Regions from separate parts of the Mus musculus genome. Here all the other regions are linked to region 1. Evidence: chromatin contacts called from public Hi-C and HiChIP or PLAC-seq data. All regions are on one chromosome and are shown on one strand. Each heading gives the region's core, a stretch centred on a gene start, on an enhancer-like site or on the middle of the called end of the contact. The rest is flanking DNA. Distances are from core to core; before and after follow the strand shown. Region 1 has its middle 37 kb from the start of Casr. Region 2 has its middle 21 kb from the start of Stfa3. Region 3 overlaps Ildr1 (immunoglobulin-like domain containing receptor 1). Region 4 holds the start of Cd86 (CD86 antigen).

The links. HiChIP or PLAC-seq counts read pairs in DNA pulled down with a chosen protein or histone mark. Hi-C and Micro-C count contacts between places; a contact is called where the count stands out from the background.
Region 2: a contact with region 1 is called in a BATF HiChIP or PLAC-seq map of CD8 T cells, with 8 read pairs. The contact joins two enhancer-like sites. A contact is called at or near these places in 10 of 484 Hi-C or Micro-C datasets (B cells, CD8 T cells, LSK cells and 5 more), 7 of 115 datasets of contacts at active chromatin or transcription factors (CD8 T cells, Th17 cells, bone marrow-derived dendritic cells and 3 more) and 3 of 9 other capture datasets (embryonic stem cells, liver and pancreatic islet).
Region 3: a Hi-C map of bone marrow-derived macrophages shows a contact between it and region 1, with 58 read pairs. The contact joins two enhancer-like sites. A contact is called at or near these places in 1 of 15 datasets of contacts at CTCF or cohesin (CD8 T cells), 4 of 484 Hi-C or Micro-C datasets (CD4 T cells, bone marrow-derived macrophages and nephron progenitors), 9 of 115 datasets of contacts at active chromatin or transcription factors (CD8 T cells, bone marrow-derived dendritic cells, bone marrow-derived macrophages and 2 more) and 2 of 9 other capture datasets (adipose tissue and liver).
Region 4: a CTCF HiChIP or PLAC-seq map of CD8 T cells shows a contact between it and region 1, with 7 read pairs. The contact joins the promoter of Cd86 here to the enhancer-like site in region 1. A contact is called at or near these places in 2 of 39 promoter capture datasets (macrophages and stem cell-derived epiblast-like cells), 1 of 15 datasets of contacts at CTCF or cohesin (CD8 T cells), 5 of 484 Hi-C or Micro-C datasets (CD4 T cells, bone marrow-derived macrophages, myeloid progenitors and 2 more), 5 of 115 datasets of contacts at active chromatin or transcription factors (CD8 T cells, bone marrow-derived macrophages, effector CD8 T cells and 2 more) and 5 of 9 other capture datasets (adipose tissue, bone marrow-derived macrophages, liver and 2 more).

Annotation. Positions count from the first base shown.
Region 1 is chr16:36,596,360-36,601,261 of GRCm38.p6, reverse strand. It overlaps a transcript of Cd86 not described here. Among named protein-coding and RNA genes, the nearest start is that of Casr, 37 kb to the right of the region's middle. Within about 2 kb of position 2,836, at least 43 of the 459 cell types and tissues checked have an H3K27ac peak or open chromatin away from gene starts, as enhancers often do. A contact at or near this core is called in CD8 T cells, Th1 cells, bone marrow-derived macrophages and 5 more, where this site is marked.
Region 2 is chr16:36,474,009-36,478,910 of GRCm38.p6, reverse strand. No RefSeq gene overlaps it. Among named protein-coding and RNA genes, the nearest start is that of Stfa3, 21 kb to the right of the region's middle. Within about 2 kb of position 1,855, at least 82 of the 459 cell types and tissues checked have an H3K27ac peak or open chromatin away from gene starts, as enhancers often do. A contact at or near this core is called in CD8 T cells, Th1 cells, bone marrow-derived macrophages and 2 more, where this site is marked.
Region 3 is chr16:36,714,911-36,719,812 of GRCm38.p6, reverse strand. Ildr1 (immunoglobulin-like domain containing receptor 1) reads right to left here. Exons shown (of 8, transcript NM_001285788.1): 4 at 4,193-4,312; 5 at 3,560-3,706. Among named protein-coding and RNA genes, the nearest start is that of Ildr1, 23 kb to the right of the region's middle. Within about 2 kb of position 2,117, at least 36 of the 459 cell types and tissues checked have an H3K27ac peak or open chromatin away from gene starts, as enhancers often do. A contact at or near this core is called in bone marrow-derived macrophages, where this site is marked.
Region 4 is chr16:36,663,558-36,668,459 of GRCm38.p6, reverse strand. It overlaps Cd86 (CD86 antigen), which reads left to right and starts at 2,383. Exons shown (of 8, transcript NM_019388.3): 1 at 2,383-2,512. The coding sequence starts at 2,499.

The DNA.
Region 1 (4,902 bases), core at 1,587-4,086:
TCATCAACAATATGACTTTAAATCTAACTTTTTACCCACCTTATTTTCCCCCTCATTCTATTAGCAAACCATGATGCTACTAGATGTAATTGGCTTATATTATCTGAGTTGTCAACCACCTATGTTATCCCTTCATTCTGAAATACTTCTCATCATCTGTCTCTGTTCATTACAGTCCTACTCGTTTGTGGTGTGTGTGTGTGTGTGTGTGTGTGTGTGTGTGTGAGAGAGAGAGAGAGAGAGAGAGAGAGAGAGAGAGAGAGGGAGTTAAGGCTCATTCATCTGGCTAAGCTGGATGTCCAGAGATCCCCAGGAACCTCCTGTCTCCACTTTATCCATACTGAGATTATAAGCATCAAGCTGCTGGGACTGTCCTACCATTTTTATATGTAGGTTCTGAGGATTCAAACTCAGGCCCTCAACCTACACAGCAAACACTTTACTACCCTACTGAGCTATTTTCCCAGCCTTCTGTTTTGCTCATTTTTAAAACAAAGCCTTGCATAGAACAAATCCTATTAGACCATGCACTACACTCCTGGCAAGACTGCACATAGTTGGTACTGTGTCCTTGAATCACAGACAGCTTCCGCCAAGAGTGTTCAGTTTCTGTCTCAGTGCTCACCTTTCCCACTTGGATTCTTGACTCTGTCCATTAGTCAATATTTAGAAGGGCTTCAGCCTGCTGAAGGAGCACGAGGACCCTGGACAAGTGAGCAAATTGTGTAGGGTACAGAAGCCACCCTAAAGCTCTTGATCTGGGGGGGGGGGCTTCATATTCTACAGTCCAACCCTTCTCCTGCCATCTTGGTGTCTGACCTCTGCTTGCTGTATCACTTGGCCCTGATCACTAACTCCTCCTTGATTTCTATCCTCATTTGCTTTCTGTGACTATAATGAAACCCTGACCAAAGGGTTTATTTGGCTTACAGGTTACAGTTCATCATAAGGGAAGTGAAGGTAGGAATTCAACACAGGAACTTGGAGGCAGGAGCTAAAGCAGAGAGCACAGAGGGATGCCGCTTACAGCCAGCTGTCTTTTTTGTACAGCCCAGGGGCCACCTAAATATGACCTAAATATGATTTATGAGCCCCAAAAATCTGCTCTGATCAAACAGGGCAGTCATCTCAGGGGTATGAGTATTCATATCAGTATTCACACCAGTTCTGCTCTCCCCAGCCAGTGGTAACATCAGGATAATAGAATAGATAACCCTCTATTCAGGAGGAAAATCTGTACCGTCTATCTAGCACTCCATTTTGGTAAAATATTAAGTAAAGAAAAAAAGACTTCCGTATCATGGTATCATATATTTTTAGGAATCGAAAGGGGGGAGTCCCAGTTGTGCTTTATCTTCTCAGAAGATGCAGGTGAGGCACTACAGGTATTGAGAAGCAGGGTCTAAAGAGGAAAGACATAAAAAACAAATATCCAGAGGCAGGGATGCAGGAGGATCTGTGTGGTTTGTCAAGGGTGAAACAGAAAAGAAAAACCACCCATTTACAGCAAGATTTCTGGGACTGACTGGACTGTTTTGCAGCTTCTTGTAAAGACAGTCATTTCTGAATGTTCCCTGTGAATTTTTAAGAAGGTATTTTCTTGTGACCAGCACATTAAAGATAAAAGGTGTGAATGATGAAGAAGACAGCAAAGAGAGCCAAATCAGTAGGTTTTGCATATTACGAATCAGCACTTAAGAGTCCCCACTTTTCAAAGTGTTTCCTATTTATCCACAATTTCAATTACAGTAATTGATTAAACTCTTACTAGCATCCGTGAGAACTCACACCTGACATACCTTCTAGTATTCTTAAGTACACTCTATACATGAAGTGTCTAATTCAGAATGGTAAGGTTGAGGCAACCATAGACACTGTGTCTACTAATGATGTTTCCAGGACAAACAAAATGCCCCCAAATTCCTCATTCTAGAACCACCCCCCCATCTCCCCTATTTATATATACACAGACACAATGGAGTATTTTTTATAAACAAGTGTGACATGATAAAATTATTATGTTAGTATTTTGAAAACATTCCTTTGAAAAATAGACATGATCCTGGCTTAGAACATGGCCCTCTACCCTAGCCATGCTGATGGCTTGAATGTGGCTGTGATTTCTCTTCTTATGATTTGATTGTATATATACCATCGATCCCATAATTACACACTGTGAATTCATGAGGTTCCTAACTGCCAGAATTGAGAGCATAAAAAAGCATTAAGTTGTTCCTACAGTCTATTGCAAATGGAAGAAATGTGCAGAGCATCCGGAAAGCCATCCTATTTTAAGAAACAGCCACCCTGTTTAAGAAACAAAGACTACAAAGTAATCACCAGATAGCAGAGAACGACAGGAGCAGAACTCCATTTTTATCTTTGTAGGGCACTTTACACCCTACTATGTCTGACCTTCCATGATTCTATTATCTAGGAGAGCTAGAAAGGGAATATTGACATGGATACATCTAATCTAGCAAGGGCATGGCCTTTCAGCCACATATGACAGTGTCGTGTGACCTGACTGTGAACTTCATCTCTCTGACTCTGGTTCCTCGTTTGTAAAACAGAGTCAATAACGCCTGCTTACATCATGAGATCAAAGTTAATCCTAAAGATGTAATGGTCCAGTCACTAAGTAGCAGAATGGTTTCCTAGCATGTGCAAGGCCCTGGGTTCCATCTCCAGGACTGCTAGGGAACAACAACAACAACAAAAAAGGTGATGACTATAGTTCAAATACGGAGAAAAGAAAGTAAGAGGAGGGGAGAGAAAGTGAAACAGAAAGAGCCTTATCCAAGGAGCAGTTAGATCATTTGTTTCGGCAGGGTGGGGCTGGGGGTGGCGCATGAGAATTAGTGCCATAAAAGGAGAAGAGCCCAGCCCACACTGCAGATTCATTCATGTTACTCGAAACCCAGAAGGTCTGAACATCCTTTTGAAAGCCAGAAGTATTCCCACAATCCCTCCTACACCAGTGTCAAGGTAGGTCTGTCTCTTAGCCCCTCAACCAGACATGACTCATGAGCTCACTGAGGACTCCAGGCTTCCCTACCCCTTCCACTGAGGCCACCTTTCCAGAATCTCTCTATCTTCCTTTTGTCATTTCCTCCCTGACCTCCAAGACTTCTCTGTTAAAGTGACAAGAGGCTCTGTCCTTACTGAATATAGCACACATTTATATTTAGTAATTAAGTGGTTAGGCTGAAGAAAAAGGAGAAGGGTCCAAAGCTCAGAGGCTATCAGGCAAGATTATAGAAGACCATTGTCTAGAGCAGTGGTTCTCAACCTTCCTAATGCTAGAACAACCCTTTAACACAGTTCTTCTTGTTGTGGTGACCTGCTCCCCCATCATAAAATTACTTCTGTTGCTACTTCATCTGTAACTGTTCTACTGTAGTAGGGAATTTAAATGTAGATATGTGTGCTTTCCTATGGTCTTAGGTGCCCCTGTGAAAGGGTCAACCCACAGACTGAGAACCACTGGCCTGTGGGGAAGCCATGTCTCGGGGCAGGGAAATCAGCAAGGAAGCTGGCCCGACTAGGCTAACAAGATCCGAATCCCTGCTAATGAGGTAGGACAAGCCACCCGACCCTTACACGTGGATCTGGGTGCCTAAGTATGCCCGGCCAGATAAAGGACAGGATGGACTTCAAAACAGATGTGAACAGAGGGCAGTGGAAACTGGGGGCCACAAAGCGTTCTGTACGAAATCAGAGCAAGAAGGATGAAATCCTCAAACCTGACATTGGAAAGTCTGGGTAATCCTGATGGAGTTGGCAGACTGGAGAAAGAGTTAGAAACCATACTCTTCAGTTTAGTCAAAAGGTGAAAGGATCTTTTGTCATTCACAGATCCAGCCCAGGACCAGGGCAGGGGTTAACATCAGGTACGAACCATTGGACACCAAGAGCAGAGCAGGGTATAGCGCCTGACTTCTTCAGATCATTGCCAACCACGCATACAGCTGAGGCTTATTATTAGACCATGTCAGGCTATGCCCCTGTGTTGACTGTTACACAAACTAGTTCCATGCTGTTTCCACCAGTCCACCTGCCCCCTTTTAACCACACACTTCAAATATTTGCCCCCGGGCTTCAGACCTTCCAACCTCATCAAGAATAGTCAAGCTGTGTCCATTTAGTGGGAAGACAACAAGTCTGTCCTACTGTGAGAAAAGTGGGTAGGAGGACCCAAACAAATGAGTTCACATACTTCATAGTGATCTACTCGGGTTTTTTTCTCCGGTCTTCAATGTAGTTGTTGGCCTCCAAGACTCTTAGTGTAAGGGTTATATTTAAGACTCCTGCTAGGTAATTACAGAGAAAAGAAGGAAAAGGAATGCCACCTTTAATGTTAAAATAATCCCCGTCCAGCCTGGCCATGCATATTAACAGGCACGAATGTCCTCGGGGCTTAAAGAGTTCTGGTTAGCAAGAGTCACAGGGAAGGGGGTTTTGTAAGAATTATTAAACAGAGGGCAGATCTGTGCATCTTGAGAATTCTCATTCTCTCCAAGGAAGCACCTATAATTTTGCTCTTTGGGAGGAAGCATTGGAAACGGTTGTCATGTCTTTCCAAGTCTGGGTCAAGAGACAGCAGAGGGCCATTGTCTCTATCACCATCAGTGCCAGCAGCAGCACTGAGCACAGAGCTGGGCACCATGTGTGATAACAGCTGTATTGGAAGCTAGAGAAATGGTACAGCACTTGCAGAGGACCTGGGCTTGTTTCTAGTACTCACAATAGCAGCTCATAACCACCTATAACTACAATCCTGGGGATCCGATGCCCTCTTCTGACCCCTATGGGCTCCTGCCTTCATGTGGTGCTCACATACACACATACAAATGAAAGTACATAAATCTTAAACAAATCTATAAGCATCATCTTGGTGAA
Region 2 (4,902 bases), core at 606-3,105, 120 kb after region 1:
GGAGGGGTGCCTTCCCCGGAGGTGTGAGTCCAGTTGGAGGTGTGCCTTCCCTGGAAGTGTGAGTCCAGTTGGAGGGGTACCTTCCTGGAAGTGTGAGTCCAGTTGGAGGGGTGCCTTCCCTGGAGGTGTGAATCCAGTTGGAGGTGTGCCTTCCCTGGAAGTGTGAGTCCAGTTGGAGGTGTGCCCTCCCTGGAGGTGTGAATCCAGTTGGAGGTGTGCTTTCCCTGGAGGTGTGAGTTCAGTTAGAGGTGTGCCTTCCCTGGAAGTGTGAGTCCAGTTGGAGGGGTGCCTTCCCCGGAGGTGTGAGTCCAGTTGGAGGTGTGCCTTCCCTGGAAGTGTGAGTCCAGTTGGAGGTGTGCCTTCCCTGGAGGTGTGAGTCCAGTTGGAGGTGTGCCTTCCCTGGAAGTGTGAGTCCAGTTGGAGGTGTGCCCTCCCTGGAGGTGTGAATCCAGTTGGAGGTGTGCTTTCCCTGGAGGTGTGAGTTCAGTTAGAGGTGTGCCTTCCCTGGAGGTGTGAGTCCAGTGGGAAACATGCCCTCTTACCTTGTGCAAGAGCTCAGGTTGAACTCTGGGACAGCAAAAGAGGAAGGAAAAACAAAAGCTCTATCATGAACCTTTGAAACAAGAAGACATGAGGTGTTTACATCGAACCTACATTGCAAACAGGATATGTCACAGGGGAAGCTTTGGGATAAATGGCAGCCCAGAGGACAATAATCCCCGCACTAAGAGGGCTGAAAGGGGATGATGTAAGTTCGAGACCAGTAGGGGCTACAGGGTAAAGCCCTGTCTCAAAAAAATGGACTGGAAAGATAGCTGCTCTTCCCGAAGACCCTCGTTCAGTTCCCAGCATTCACACGGTGGCTCAAAACCATCTGTAACTCCACTTCCAGAGGACCTGACTGCCTCTTCCAGCCTCTATGCCCCCCCCCCCCACATGATTCACAGGCATACATGCAGGCAAATACTCACACACATGAAATAAACATAAATATATTTTAAAATCCACTGTCTTTAGGTGAACAGATTACTGCTGTCCTTCAGATGTCTCCCCCTGGATGTCCAAATTTAAAGTTACCATATGATCCTTGCAATGCCTCTTTCACTAAGCCTTGGATAGAGCTCAGCTCTTCCCACCCTTTGCTGAATTCCAGTATAAAACAAGCACCTGAGAGTACCGTGTGCTAAAGAATCTCACCCTTCCTAACGCTGTGACCCTTTGATACAGTCTGTCATGCTGTGCTGACTCCCAATCACAACATTATTTTCATTGCTACGTCATAACTGCAGTTTTGCCCCTGTTGTAAATTGTAATGTAACTAAATTCCTGTGTTTTCTGATGAGCTGAGGCGACAGGTCAGTGGACCCCCAAAGGTTGAGAGAACCGCCGTGTTAAAGTCCTAGTAAGGAGCTCCTAATTACTGAGTGGCCTGCAAAATGGCTCCCAATAGTGTCCATGTCCTGGCCCGCAAAGCCTGTTATGTTAATGGCCAGTAATGAGGTTGCATGTGGAATTTAGGTTGTTAATCAGACAACCCTGAGATCAGAAGTGTGTCCTAGGTTCTTTGGGTGGGCCCAATGTTATCTCCAGAGTCCTTTCACGTAAAAGAGGGAGGCAGGGAAGCCAAAGCCAGAATTAGAGAGACTTTGAAGGTGAAAGTGGCCATAGAGCAAGGAAAGCGGAAGCCAGGAACGAGGCTGGTTTGCCGGCCTCCAGTCTGCCGGCACTATGATGTAATCAAGCAGATCTCCAGATACGTGAAATGATGCTTCCGGGTCATGTGAGGTCTGGGTCTCAGGGTCTGTGGTAACACACTACAGCAACAACAGGAAACCATGACACTTACCCTTTCAGGGTCTTGGCTTCCTACTGTGTGGGAGGAGGTTCCCCGATCTGACAGTGTATGGTCACAAGTCTTCCTGAGCCATGAAAGATTTGTTCAAACCAAAAGACTGTGGGTTCAAACCACGGCCACTTCTGAAAAACCTCACATGCTGCTGGGAACTGGCAGTCACGAAACTAAACACTGCAAAGGTAAATCAGATAAATCCAAGATGCCAACACAGTTTAAAGGGCCACTGGCAGGCCTCCTTTAGAAGAGATACACACCTACAGAGACATACAATCACCTACCCTCTGAGTGCCAGAGTTAGAGGAATGGACCACATGCTCGTGTGTGTGTGTGTGTGTGTGTGTGTGTGTGTGTGTGTGTGTGTGTGTGTGTGTGTTTAATTCCTAGTCCCCACATCTACATCTTTAAGTGCAGGGAATTTGATGCCCTTTTCTGACCTCCTCAGGCCACCACACATATGCGGTACGCATCATGCACTCAGGTGCACACACACACACACACACACACACACACATTAAATATTTTTTAAAGATTACATATTAAGGCTATGACTATTTTAGAGTGGTAGCACACTTGACTATCAAGTGTTATGCCTTGGCTTAATCTCCAGCATTGTCAATTTTCTTTTTTAAAAATAAATAAAATAAAAGGTATTTCTAGGTGACATGAATCTAAAGGGACTCAGTGTCACCAAATGTGGCTTGTTGTACTAGAAATGCAAATGCAGTCTTAAAAGGGTTTTTTTTTTGAGATTTTATATATTTTATTTTAATTTATGTATAGGGTTTTTTGCCTGTATGTGTGTCTGTGCACTGTGTGTGTATATAGTGCCCTCAGAGACTATAAGAAGGTTATAGATAGCATGTTAGAGAATTAGAGAGTTGTGAGCCGCTATGAGGGTGCTGGGAATTGAACCTGTGTCCTCTGAAAGAGCAGCCAGTGCGCTTAATGGCTGAGCCAACACTCCAGCCCATAAACAGAGTTTTATAAGAAGTTTAGGAAGTGTCGTGAATTCTCTCATGGTTTCAGAAAACTGATTGTGTGGAAGAATGGCTTTGTCCTTAAGAAATGCATGATGAACAGTTTCAGAAAGAGCTGAATAAATACTAAAATATATATCACAGAAATTAATAATTGTTTGATCTACACGGTGGTTCAGTGGTCTTTGTTGCATAGTCTGCCTGGGTGTTTGGAAATTCTACAATAAAAACTAGAGAGAAGGGAATGGAGGAGTGGCTCAGAGGTTAGGAGGTCAGAGGTTAGGAGGTCAGAGGTTAGGAGGTCAGAGGTTAGGAGGTCAGAGGTTAGGAGGTCTATGACTCTTACAGAGGACCAGGGTTTAGTTCCCATCACAAGTGTCTGGCAGGTTACAATCACCGTAACTCAAGCTCCAGGGCAGCTGACACCCTCTTCTGGCCTTCTCAGACACCCATGTGCACACACGCACACAAATGAAAATAAAATAAATCTTAAGAAAAAAAAACTGTGGAATATGAAACATATAAAATAGACTTATATGAAAACTTAAAAAGTTAAATTTTTAAAAAGCTAAGGGAATTTGTTTCTAAAACTATTCATAGGTACTTATTAAACTCTTATTCCAAATTTTACATTTTAGTTTTAAATTCCTTCTACAGAGTTTTCTTTCTAAAATTAATTGCATCCCCAACAGAGTAAAAAATTAGTAAATAAAATTAATAGTATTGTTGGTGACATAGTTCAGTGGTAGAGAGCCTGCCTAGTACATCTAAGTTCTAACACCAGTCCTTCCCCCACCAGAAGAAGAAGAAGAAGAAGAAGAAGAAGAAGAAGAAGAAGAAGAAGAAGAAGAAGAAGAAGAAGAAGAAGAAGAGGAGGAGGAGGAAGAAGAGGAAGAATAAGAAGAACAAGAGAGAAAGAGAGAAAGAAAAAAATTAATTGCAGTAGTTCAGATTTTGGCAAATGTAAACTAGCTTTAGTGCATTTCCAGTTAGAAAACTCACAGCATAGGATGACGTCACTCTCTGAACCAAGGGAAACGGTTTCCCTCTAGATGAAGCCCAGTTTGGTAGAGGGGGGATTTTTGCTCTCAGCAACCCATAGATTTCATTTCTTGATTTTGCCAACAAAACAGATAGAAATGAAACTCTAAAAATAAAAAATGGAAACTTATGGACAAGTGATAAAGGCAATCAGGACCACTATTACCTATATGTCAACATCCCATACACCACAGGAGACAGACAGCACAAGAAGTTAGTCATCAACTCTAAAGGCCCAGAGCTAAGCCACCTCCTTCTTACTAACATATCTATAAGAAGCTATAACAGGGAATAAAGGATAAACATTCTAATTAGTCTAAGATTAAGAATTGGTTAAAAAATATAAGACACATAGACACAAGTTTCTTTCTAAGCTTTTTAAAATATCTGATTTCTATTTGTATTAAAACAACAGCCAGATGTGGTGGCACACTGGGCTGGAGAGTTGGCTCAGCTTTTAAGGACGTGCAAACACCCCAGTGCAAACACCTCATCTGGAACTCCAGTTCCAGGAACTCCGACACCCTCCTCCCATCTCTGCAGAGCTGAGTGCATATGTAGCGTGCATATATATATATGCACGTATAGGCAAAACACATATACACATAAGATAATAAAGTAAATATATCTAAAAAAAAAGTTTGAGTTTCTGTGCCTGGGTTCAAATAATAATTAATAGTTTAATGTTTAAAATGTTCAATCAGTGTTTTAAGTTAAAATACAGTTAAAATCTGCACTGTCACCCCCTGGCGATGGGCAAAAAGACACCTTTGGTTATGTTCTTCTATCAGTCAGGGGCAGAGCTGATGGCAGTCCTTTGTTCATCCTAGCTTGATGCCCGGTTTGGTGGGCAAAGCTGTCTTATGCCTAGGACTCATAAAATCCAATCTAATCCAATCCAACCCAGGCAGCCCAGCGTAGGAGGAGAAAGACAGACAGAAACCTGTGGTCCTCCATGCCACCCATGGACCCGCCCTGCCGCGCTCAGCAAAGGAGGGCCATGGACGCCACTTGCTGCCCCACAGCGGG
Region 3 (4,902 bases), core at 868-3,367, 120 kb before region 1:
CAGGTGAGTCAGTAGAGACCCTCATTTTTATCATAATAAATTGTTTCTTTCGCCTTAGCTCCAGGAGAAACACAGATGTAGAGTCTTTGTCTCTGAGGGAAAAGACGGAGTATAATGTTTAAGGCTTCTACCAGGGACAGAAATGATAACATTTTATCTGCTTCTGAAACCTATACTTCTTTCCCAGGGTCCCTGGACACTTTCCAACTTCCCTTGCCCATGACTGGTTACCACTCCATACCTCCACCTCTCTGCTGTCACAGAAGCCGGCCTATTCTTTACTCTCCTTTTACCTCATGGCCTCTCTGTCCTTCGCCTCAGCAGCCTTTGGGAATGCCAACCCCCTTTGAACTCTTGCCATTTTAGCTTCAGGAAACCACCAGCAGCGGCAGACATTCTGGCCCTGGCAAAGCAATGGGACTTTAAGGCTGGGCTTTCTCTGGGGGATCACTCCACTGAACGTGCCTTTCCTCTTCCTAGTCTCCCCATTGCTTGGGTCCCCTTGAACTTGTGGTAGATTACTTCTGCTTTGATAAGGACAGGAACCAGCCTGCACAGGAAGCCAGTAGCTATGGTTCTAGATCACCAAGGTCTGTGTAACTGGAAGAATCTCTCCAGTCCTCACTCTCTCCTGCTATACAGAGATTCTCTGGGGGAGGAGTGGCCGGTAACTCAGAGACAAGAGAAATTTCTCTAATTCTTGTAGGAAAAAAAACAAAAAACATAGGCTCAGTTCCAAAAACTTTCATCTTTAAGTCCTAAGAGGGTTGTTTACCAATACTTGGTGGATTATCTGGATCTACTAAAAGCTAGCACCAATTAATTGTTCTCTCTAACCTCCTCTTACAGCTCAGGAAGGTGAGAACTGACTGGGGACATGGGCTGTGGTGTTCAAGATCTGTGACATCCTTCCAAAGGCTTCCTTCTGCATCTAGCATATTATTTGTTTGTTTATGATACTGTGGTTGAGCCCAGGGTTCTCAGGAAAGCCACTGAACTATGTCTCCAGCTCTGTGCTTTGATTTGCAGAAACCATGACAGGCTGTGGGCTCCCTCATACACTGACTGTCCCCTAGATGTAGTGACCTCTCTCTTCAGGTCAGGCTGCCTACATACTCTGGTCTCTTTCCTTTTTAAGGCTAGCTCTTTCTTGGTAGAGAACTAATGCTGCCTCCAAGGGTAAAGACACTCATCTGTGATCACCCAACTTCTTCTTCTTTTTTTTTTTTTTTTTTTTTTTTTTTGGGTTTTCGAGACAGGGTTTCTCTGTATAGCCCTGGCTATCCTGGAACTCACTTTGTAGACCAGGCTGGTCTCGAACTCAGAAATCTGCCTGCTTCTGCCTCCCAAGTGCTGGGATTAAAGGCGTGCACCACCACTGCCCAGCTGATCACCCAACTTCTTAAGTGGAACTTCCAGCTATTCCCTTCTGGTTCTTTGCTTATAAACATTATTGGGGGTATTTTGGCCAAAAACAAAACAAAATAAACAAAACAAAACAAAACACACACACACACAAACAAAACCAACACCAGAATATTTCTCCTATTCAGAGACCTTTGTAACCATTTCCTGAGCAATTCATTTCATTGCAATTCATCTTCTCCCCAAACTTGTCAGGAAAGTTAAAAAGTGAACTTGTCTGATCAGGTCCAAGGATCTTAACTTATGGACAGCTGTCCTTCATTTTCATCAGTTCTATTAAAAGAGCAAACTGCAGCCACCAAAGAGAAACCAAACCTTGGCTTCTCAGCTCACTGACGGAATGCATCTATCATCCATGCTAAGCTTTGCCCCAGCTCTGTCTGCTGGGACTGCCCTGTATTCTAAGGAATCTTCCAGTGAGGATTGCTCTCATCTCACACGGGGTTGCTCTCATGACAGTGGCTTCTCCAGGAAGGCCCCCGAGAGGTAGGAAGATCCTTAGACTCAGGGTGAGTCCTCCGCTATTTCCTCTTCTTCACGGAGTTTATGTAACCTCAGCTAGCCTGCAGAGGCTGTGGCAGCCCCTACTTGGGACACACAGATACAAGTCAAAGGCTTAATACTGTGCAAGTGACAGCTACTACTGAGCTCTGGGACTGCTCTGACCTGGCCCGTGAAGTGGTGATGACATAGGCCTTTGGTGACTGTGGTGAGGAGTCAGTGGGGAAGTAGAGACAAAGGCTACACATAGAACAGACATGCAATGAAAGTTATTTCTCCTTTCCTGTAAACACCAGGCAATCTTTGAGCACAGATCTGAAACCAGATTCAGACCACTGACCTTGACATCATAGATTAAGTTGGGTGTCTATCATCATAAGTAATCGTCATGTTTTCCTTTCAAACTTTCTTCTCCACATGGACCAAGATGGCAAGACTGGTTGTCTCTGGGAACTTGGCTTAGTCTTTTTTTTTTTTTTTAATTTCTCAGATATTCTACCACATGATGTTTTACATCATCAGGAAAAGGAAATATTACTTAAAACCAATACACTAAAAGAAAACTTCCAGTTACACGGTTGATTTGACTCCCATCTCGTTACACAGGAAAGAACTTTGTAGAACACTGCCTCAATTCTTTTGCTTTTATCATCTACTCTGCAGCTTTACATTTTAGGGTATATTATCATCTTGTTATATGTTTATTCTTGTGTATTTTGTGTGTGTGTGTGTGTGTGTGTGTGTGTGTGTGAGAGAGAGAGAGAGAGAGAGAGAGAGAGAGAGAGAGTTTTCTTTTTCTACCATGTGGGTTTTAACAAGTACTTTACCCATTAATCTATTTTGCTGGTCCAAAGTTTCTTTTAAAGGATGAAATTTCAGTTCAAAGAAAGCTCATACTAAGAGCCAAATTGTCTTCTCCATCTCCTTTTCCCTGCCACTAGATTCACAGAACCTGGGAATGTCTAAGAAGCACACATTCTTTGGCCCTACTCCCCAAGACCCACTGGCTGAGAAGCTGGGGAGGGGGCAGTAGTTAATGTTGACCAAGTCCTCCACATGATCCCAGTGTGAGCTTCAGTTTGAGAACTAACGTTTCAATACTTTTCCTATTGCCCTGCTCTTTTCATCCCATCTCTAAGTAGTGTTGTGAAAGTATAACAGAATAAGATACATACTCTGTCTCTGTCCCTGGTTTCTGAAATATAACTCCTAAAATCCTTGGGCCCTCAAGAAAGATGAATATCTTCCATGAACTAATTACATGACTGCTGGCTGGGGTCTCTAGAGAGCTTTGGGATGGAGACACCAAGGCATGGTTAGAGTGCTGGAATTTTCTATTCCACTTCTGACCTGGGAGAGGAAGAGTTGCTCAAATACACGAAAAGAAAATGATCCAACTCCATCTGTTTACTAAAAAAAGAACTCTATAGGTAGAAACCCTGTTATTGGCCACCTTCTTTATGAATATAGAGAGTTCTTGATCATCATTTACAGGTACAGCCCAAGACTTTTGAGCCTGTAAAGGAAGAAGGTATAAAGGAGATCCCAGAAGAGCCAGGAACTAACCTGAGATACTTGGGGTAAAGGGCACATGTACCATCATGACCAACCCACTGCCACTCTGTTCTCTCACCTTCCTCAGGGCAGCAACAGCGGGTAGGACAGCAGGGGCAGCGGATATAGCAGCAGCAATACTGCGGACAACACTGGCACCAGCATACACCAATCAGCAGCAGGAGTAGGAGGGCTCCAAGAATGATGAAAATCACTGTCAGCCAATCTGCCGTAGAGAGAAGCCAAAAGGGGAGGAACTAAATAAATCATCCGAGGGATGTCTCTACTCCAACTCTAGTGGTTTTCCACCTTCCTAAGCCGTGACCCTTTTATACAGTTTCTCATAGTATGCTGACCCCCAACCATAAGATTGTTTTCATTGTTGCTTCATAACTGTAATTTTACTACTGTTATAAACTGGAATGTAAATATCTGTGTTCTGCAGAGGTCTTAGGTGATCCCCGTGAAAGAGTTGTTCAATTCACAGGGTGAAAACCAGTAATCTTAGACACTAGTAAACACAACCATTGACCTAGTAAGGCCTAGTGACACACTGGCAAAAAAGTTTAGCTCTAGTAAGAGGCCATCAGAGGTCCCCAGTCCAATGACAGTAACACAGATCTGTTTGTTTCTGGCTTTGCTGCTATTGGTGGGTACTTTTGCAGGCAATATCTATTGGTGGCTGGCCCAGGGAGGCTGCAGCAGCACTTACGCAGGACAATGAGCTTCACCTCCTTATCTGGGTCTCCTGACGTGTCTCCTGGAGCCTCGATGGTACAATAGTATACTCCATGATCCCACCACATCACTTCATTAATCACAAGATCTGCTCCTGTGTAGGACAGAAGGGGAAAGTGCCAGTTACCAGGGCATGGTATCTTCAGGACCTCAGAATTCTGCTTTCTAAGAAGGCCTGTGGTAGATGACAAAGGGGTCCGAGATCCTTCCTCACACCTTCCCTTGTACCCCACTATTAGTTGATAAGGATCTAGATATGTGGTCTCATTCAATCCTCACCATATATCCCTATCTGTGGGTGAGGTAGAGATTCCTAGTTGGCTCTCACTGATGTTGCTCCCTTCCTCAGGATCATAGAATTGTTGGCTGTGCATGCAGCTGCTATAGTTTAAGTAAATAAATGCTCGTTCCCTTTCAAAATCATTCTAAAAGAAAGTTGTGGTTTTATCAGTATTAAGGAATTAGGACCTTGGTGGACTGTGTCCTGGAAGTTAAATAAAAATCTCTCTCTCTCTCTCTCTCTCTCTCTCTCTCTCTCTCTCTCTCTCTCTCTCTCTTTCTCTGTGTGTGTGTGTATGTGAGAGAGAGAGAGAGAGAGAGATTTAAAATTGTAAGTATAGCTAGGAGTGGTGGTTCACACCTTTAATCCCAGTACTTGGGAGGCAGAGGCAGGTAAATCTCCAT
Region 4 (4,902 bases), core at 1,134-3,633, 68 kb before region 1:
AGGGGACCTCCTCTCCGTTGCTAGTGGGAGTGCAAACTTGTACAGCCACTATGGAAATCAATATGGTGGTTTCTCAGAAAATTGGGAATCAATCTACTTCAAGACCCAGCTCTACCATCCTTGGGCGTATACCTCATATACCTCGAAGATGCTCCAACTATGTTCATAGTGGCTTTATTCCTAATATCCACAAACTGCAAATAGCCTAGATGTCCCTCAACTGAAGAATGGACAAAGAAAAGTGGTACATTTACAAAATGGAGTATTACTCAGCTGTTAGCAAAAAATGATATTATAAAATTTGCAGATAAATGAATGGAACTAGAAAAAAAATTCCTGAGCGAGGCAAGACCCAGAAAGACAAACACGGTATATAGTTACTTGTAAGTGTATATTAGCTGTTAAGTAAAGGATATTCACACTATGAGCCATAGACCCAGAGAGGCTAAGTGACAAGGAGGGCTCTGGGGCATACACGGGTTTCCCTAGGAAGAGGAAATAGAATAGATGTTGCTGGTGGACTGGCTGTAGGTAGGCATGGGAACAGGAGGGATTGGGTGGAGGAGGGAGAGTACAGTGAGAGATGACATGGGAACAGAGGGGCATTTAGGTGGCCATATGGAAACCTAGTGCAGCGAAGAATTCCCAGAACTTATGAGGGTGACCTGAGCAAGGATTCTCAGGAATGGAGGATACGGAACCTGAACCAGCCATCTTCTGTAACCAGGCAAAATTTCCAATGGTGAGACTGGGACACCAACAGAGTCACAGAGCTGTCTATAAACAAACTGCCCTGCCTGCAAGATGTGCTGGGGGCAGGGGGGGGGGCAGTGAAGGCTCAGAGCCTGTGAAAGTGGCCAACCAATGACTGGTCTAACTTGAGGCCCAAGCTAGGAGAGGGATCCCATGCCTGGATGGCTGGAAGCTGGAAGCTGGAAGCCGGAAGCTAGATAGCGGCAGAGCCCTAGGATAGAGCCAAACATGACTGACAACAACAAAACAAGTCAACGAAATGATTCCTAATGATTATCGGCTATACTCATAGATTGGTGCCAAGTCCAATCACTGTGAGACATTTCCTCCAGCAGCTGATGGGAGTAGATGCAGAGGCCCACCCCCAAACGTTAGGCAAGAGCTTGGGGAACCCCTTAGAAGAGGGCGATTTTAGAAGCTAGAGGAGTCAAGGATACCAGGAGGACATAGCCCACAGCATCTACTAAACAGGGCTCATGGGGGCTCACAGAGACGTGAAGCAGCAATTCTGGAGCCTGTCTGGGTCTGTGCTAGGTGCTCTACATAAATGCTGTGCTTGTTTAGCTGGGGGTTTTTGTGGGACTCCATAGAGTGGAAGTGCACTTGTCTCTGACTCTTGTCTACTCACGGTACTTTTCCCCTTCTACTGGGTTGTCTTGTCTAGCCTCGAGATGAGGATTTGTGCCTGGTCTTATTGTGTTTTGGTATGCTATGTTCGGTTTAAATCTTGAGATTAAAAAAAACCAAAAAACAAGAAACCAATGCAGTGCCTTGAGTTCGGGCAGGATGTTCAAAAGAAACTAAGACGCCCAAGACAAGCAATGTTGTGAAATCAATAGGTGTACAGGAAAAGGGGGGAAAAAGGCAGAAACCACATATGATGGTTTCCTCGTCTGAATGAAAAGAGATGGCGTTTCGATACTGCCGGTGTTCTGGTGTTCTCCCTTATGTCTGCTGGAGGACACTGCAGGGATGTTATAGACTTCTCCTCAGCAGGGTGGAGCAGCTCTGATGGAGGGGCTCCAGCACTGCCTTGTAGAAGCCTCTTTATTGCTGTACGAGTCACTTTTAGCAAGTCAATTTCCGCATACCTAAACCCCTTATCTGATATAGTTGTCTGAAGGCAACAGTCACCTAAGCACTTCTCAGCCCTATAAGGCTTCCCATTTCGCCAGGTTATGTCTAAGGACTATGGTAGCTCTATCAAGTGGACAAAGTTGGTCAGTTGATTTCACAACATTGCTTGTCTTGGGCTTCTTGGTTTCTTTTGAACATCTTGTTGGAACTCAAGGCACTGAATGTTTTGATTTGTTTTGTTTTTACAGTTGAATTTTTAAAAATTGGTTATTTTCTTTATTTACATTTCAAATGTTATCCCCTGTCCCACCCCCCCTCCCCAAAGAAACTCCCTATCCCATCCCCCTCCCCCTGCTTCTATGCGGGTGTTCCTCCACCTACCCACCCACTCCTGCCTGCCCCCTGAATTGTTTAAAAAACAAACAAAACCCTCAAGACTGAAACCGAACTCGAATAATCTACAAAGCAAAGAAAGGGTTAAAGATATCTTCCTCAAGTCTAAGAAAAGAGGAACAACCCTTAAGAAAAAGTCAACCACCAGGGTACACAGTCATTGCTGAGGAAGAAAGAGGAGCAAGCAGACGCGTAAGAGTGGCTCCTGTAGGCAGCACGGACTTGAACAACCAGACTCCTGTAGACGTGTTCCAGAACTTACGGAAGCACCCACGATGGACCCCAGATGGTAAGTGGTCGCTTCTACTATTTGCAGTATGACTTGTGAATTATGACCTCAGCGGGAGGCTGAGACTGGAGACCACACTCTCATTTCTGTCCTTCGAGCCAGCCGCCCTAGACAGCTCTCGTGTGCAATGTGTCTATTTAATGACCCAAAGTGAGAGCGCAGAAGGGAAGGTGCTATTTATGTGAAAATGGTAACTGGCTCCCACATCAGGAAGCTCTCTCTCTCTCTCTCTCTCTCTCTCTCTCCCTCTCTCCCTCTCTCCCTCTCTCCCTCTCTCCCTCTCTCCCTCTCTCCCTCCCTCCCTTCCTTTCTTCCTTTCCCTTTTTTTTCCTACAATGACTTTTTTTTTCCTTCATGGGGGTAAGACTTATCTGAGGTACCAAAAGAAAGCAGCTGATAGTTTCCCCCCCCAAAGGTGATTGATTTGTGTTTCAGATATTAAATATCTACAGTCGTTGATTTTTAAGTCTGGATTGGGTTTTTAAATATCTGTATAAGTATGAGAAAAGAGAGGTGGCACTTTTTTTTTAAAGTTTGATATAAAAGTGAAGAAGTCAAATAGAGAAGGCAAAAGAAGAAAGGTCAAAGAAAATGCAGAGAAAAGGCACAGACAGCTCTTTCAATGCACAAGTTCCACATCCATGGACTCAGCGGGCCACCTGTGAGCAACTTCCCATTTAAGATAGAAATGCAGCTCGCCTATAGCTGTGCCTATACTGAACAGGCACAGGGCTCTTGTTGTTATTCATTTACATTGTATATGTAATTATGTATGCATTGTATGTAATCTAGGGATAATTTAAAGTACATGCAAATTATGACCTCACTTTATACTGGGAACGTGAGTACCCAAGATTTTGGAATTTGTTCAGATTCTGAGGGGTGACTGTATTCAAGAAAACAACAGCAACAATAACAACAAACTAAGACACAAATAGGCAATGGGAGTAACTCAGTTACCCAGTGTCTGTGGGATGCCTGGCATGTTGTGCACTTCGCTAATATTATTTCATTAATGTCACACTTCACAGTGGTATCCGGACAGGCAGTATCATTGTATTAATTAATAGCTGAGCAAGGCTCCCAGGCTCCTGAGGATGGAAGTGAAATCCTTTTTGTCCTCTTTGCTGTGGCAGGTTCTCAGGGCACAGGATTCCTAGAAGCAGCTATGCCTGCCCTTCTTTTGCTTGGGCGGCTGGAGGCATGGTCGGTTCGAGGCACAGTTGTTTTTCTGCCCTTTGTTATTTATTCCTGCACTTTGGGATTCTCTCTTCTACCCAGTGCCAACTGGTTTCAGAAGCCCCTTTGTTGCTTTTATTTCAAAAGTTTACAGATTAATTTCCAAGTTAAAACAATTTCTTTCCTCTCGAGCATAATTTTAAATTTTCATATAAATAAATGTATATGAAAAAGTGTCATACCTTAGAGTTTCCACGGAGCTGTAGAAGCCATAGTGCTGAATTGTGCTGGCGCTGCTTTGGGTCACAGGCCGCTGTCTAGATGGTGCTTGTTTAAGATATTCTTTGTTTTGATGCCCCAAGCCAGTAACAAGCAATAAATAGCAACAAACAATGTTGAATCTTAGAGATAAAAGTGATGCAAATCATAACAGTAAATTATCATTTTTTAAAAAATGAAAATGTTAATAAATGTTCTTGTTTCAAAAGCAAGCAAGTAGCCGGGCGTGGTGGTGTATGCCTTTAATCCTAACACTTGGGAGGCAGAGGCAGGTGGATTTCTGAGTTCGAGGCCAGCCTGATTTACAAAGTGAGTTCCAAGACAGCCGGGCCTATACAGAGAAACCCTGTCTCGGAAAAAAACAAAAAGACAACAAAAACAAACAAACAAACAAACAAAAAAACCCAACCAACCAACCAAACAAACAAACAAAAGCAAACAAGAATTTCCGATGCTACTAAGGAGAGGGGAATATACGCCTATATTGTCCCTTGATGGTTATGCACCCCTTCTGATCAAAAAAATCTGCTGAAATACATAGCTTTCCTCAAGGATATATGCTGTCTAACAAGACCGGTTTATCTTTTACTACACAATGATAGATGTTAGTAAAGGTTTAATGACATGGATATTTTTCTTGCTATTTTTTTTAATAATGTGGGAAATCTTAGAAACACTTGTTTAAAAATAGATGACTGGTTATCTATGAAACACCCGTAATGGAATATTATGAAATCGTTTTAAAAAGGGAAACTCGGCTAAAGAACAGTCTCTAATGTGCTTAGCTTATGGAAAAAGTGGGAGGCATGGTGCTATCCCTTTTGTAGACAGGATGTGCACGTGCACAAAATTCACCAAATGTGTAAGGGCTTTTACTTTTCACTGTATGCTCTCAGCCTTGAACCATTTCTGTAGGGAGAAAATTAAAAGAA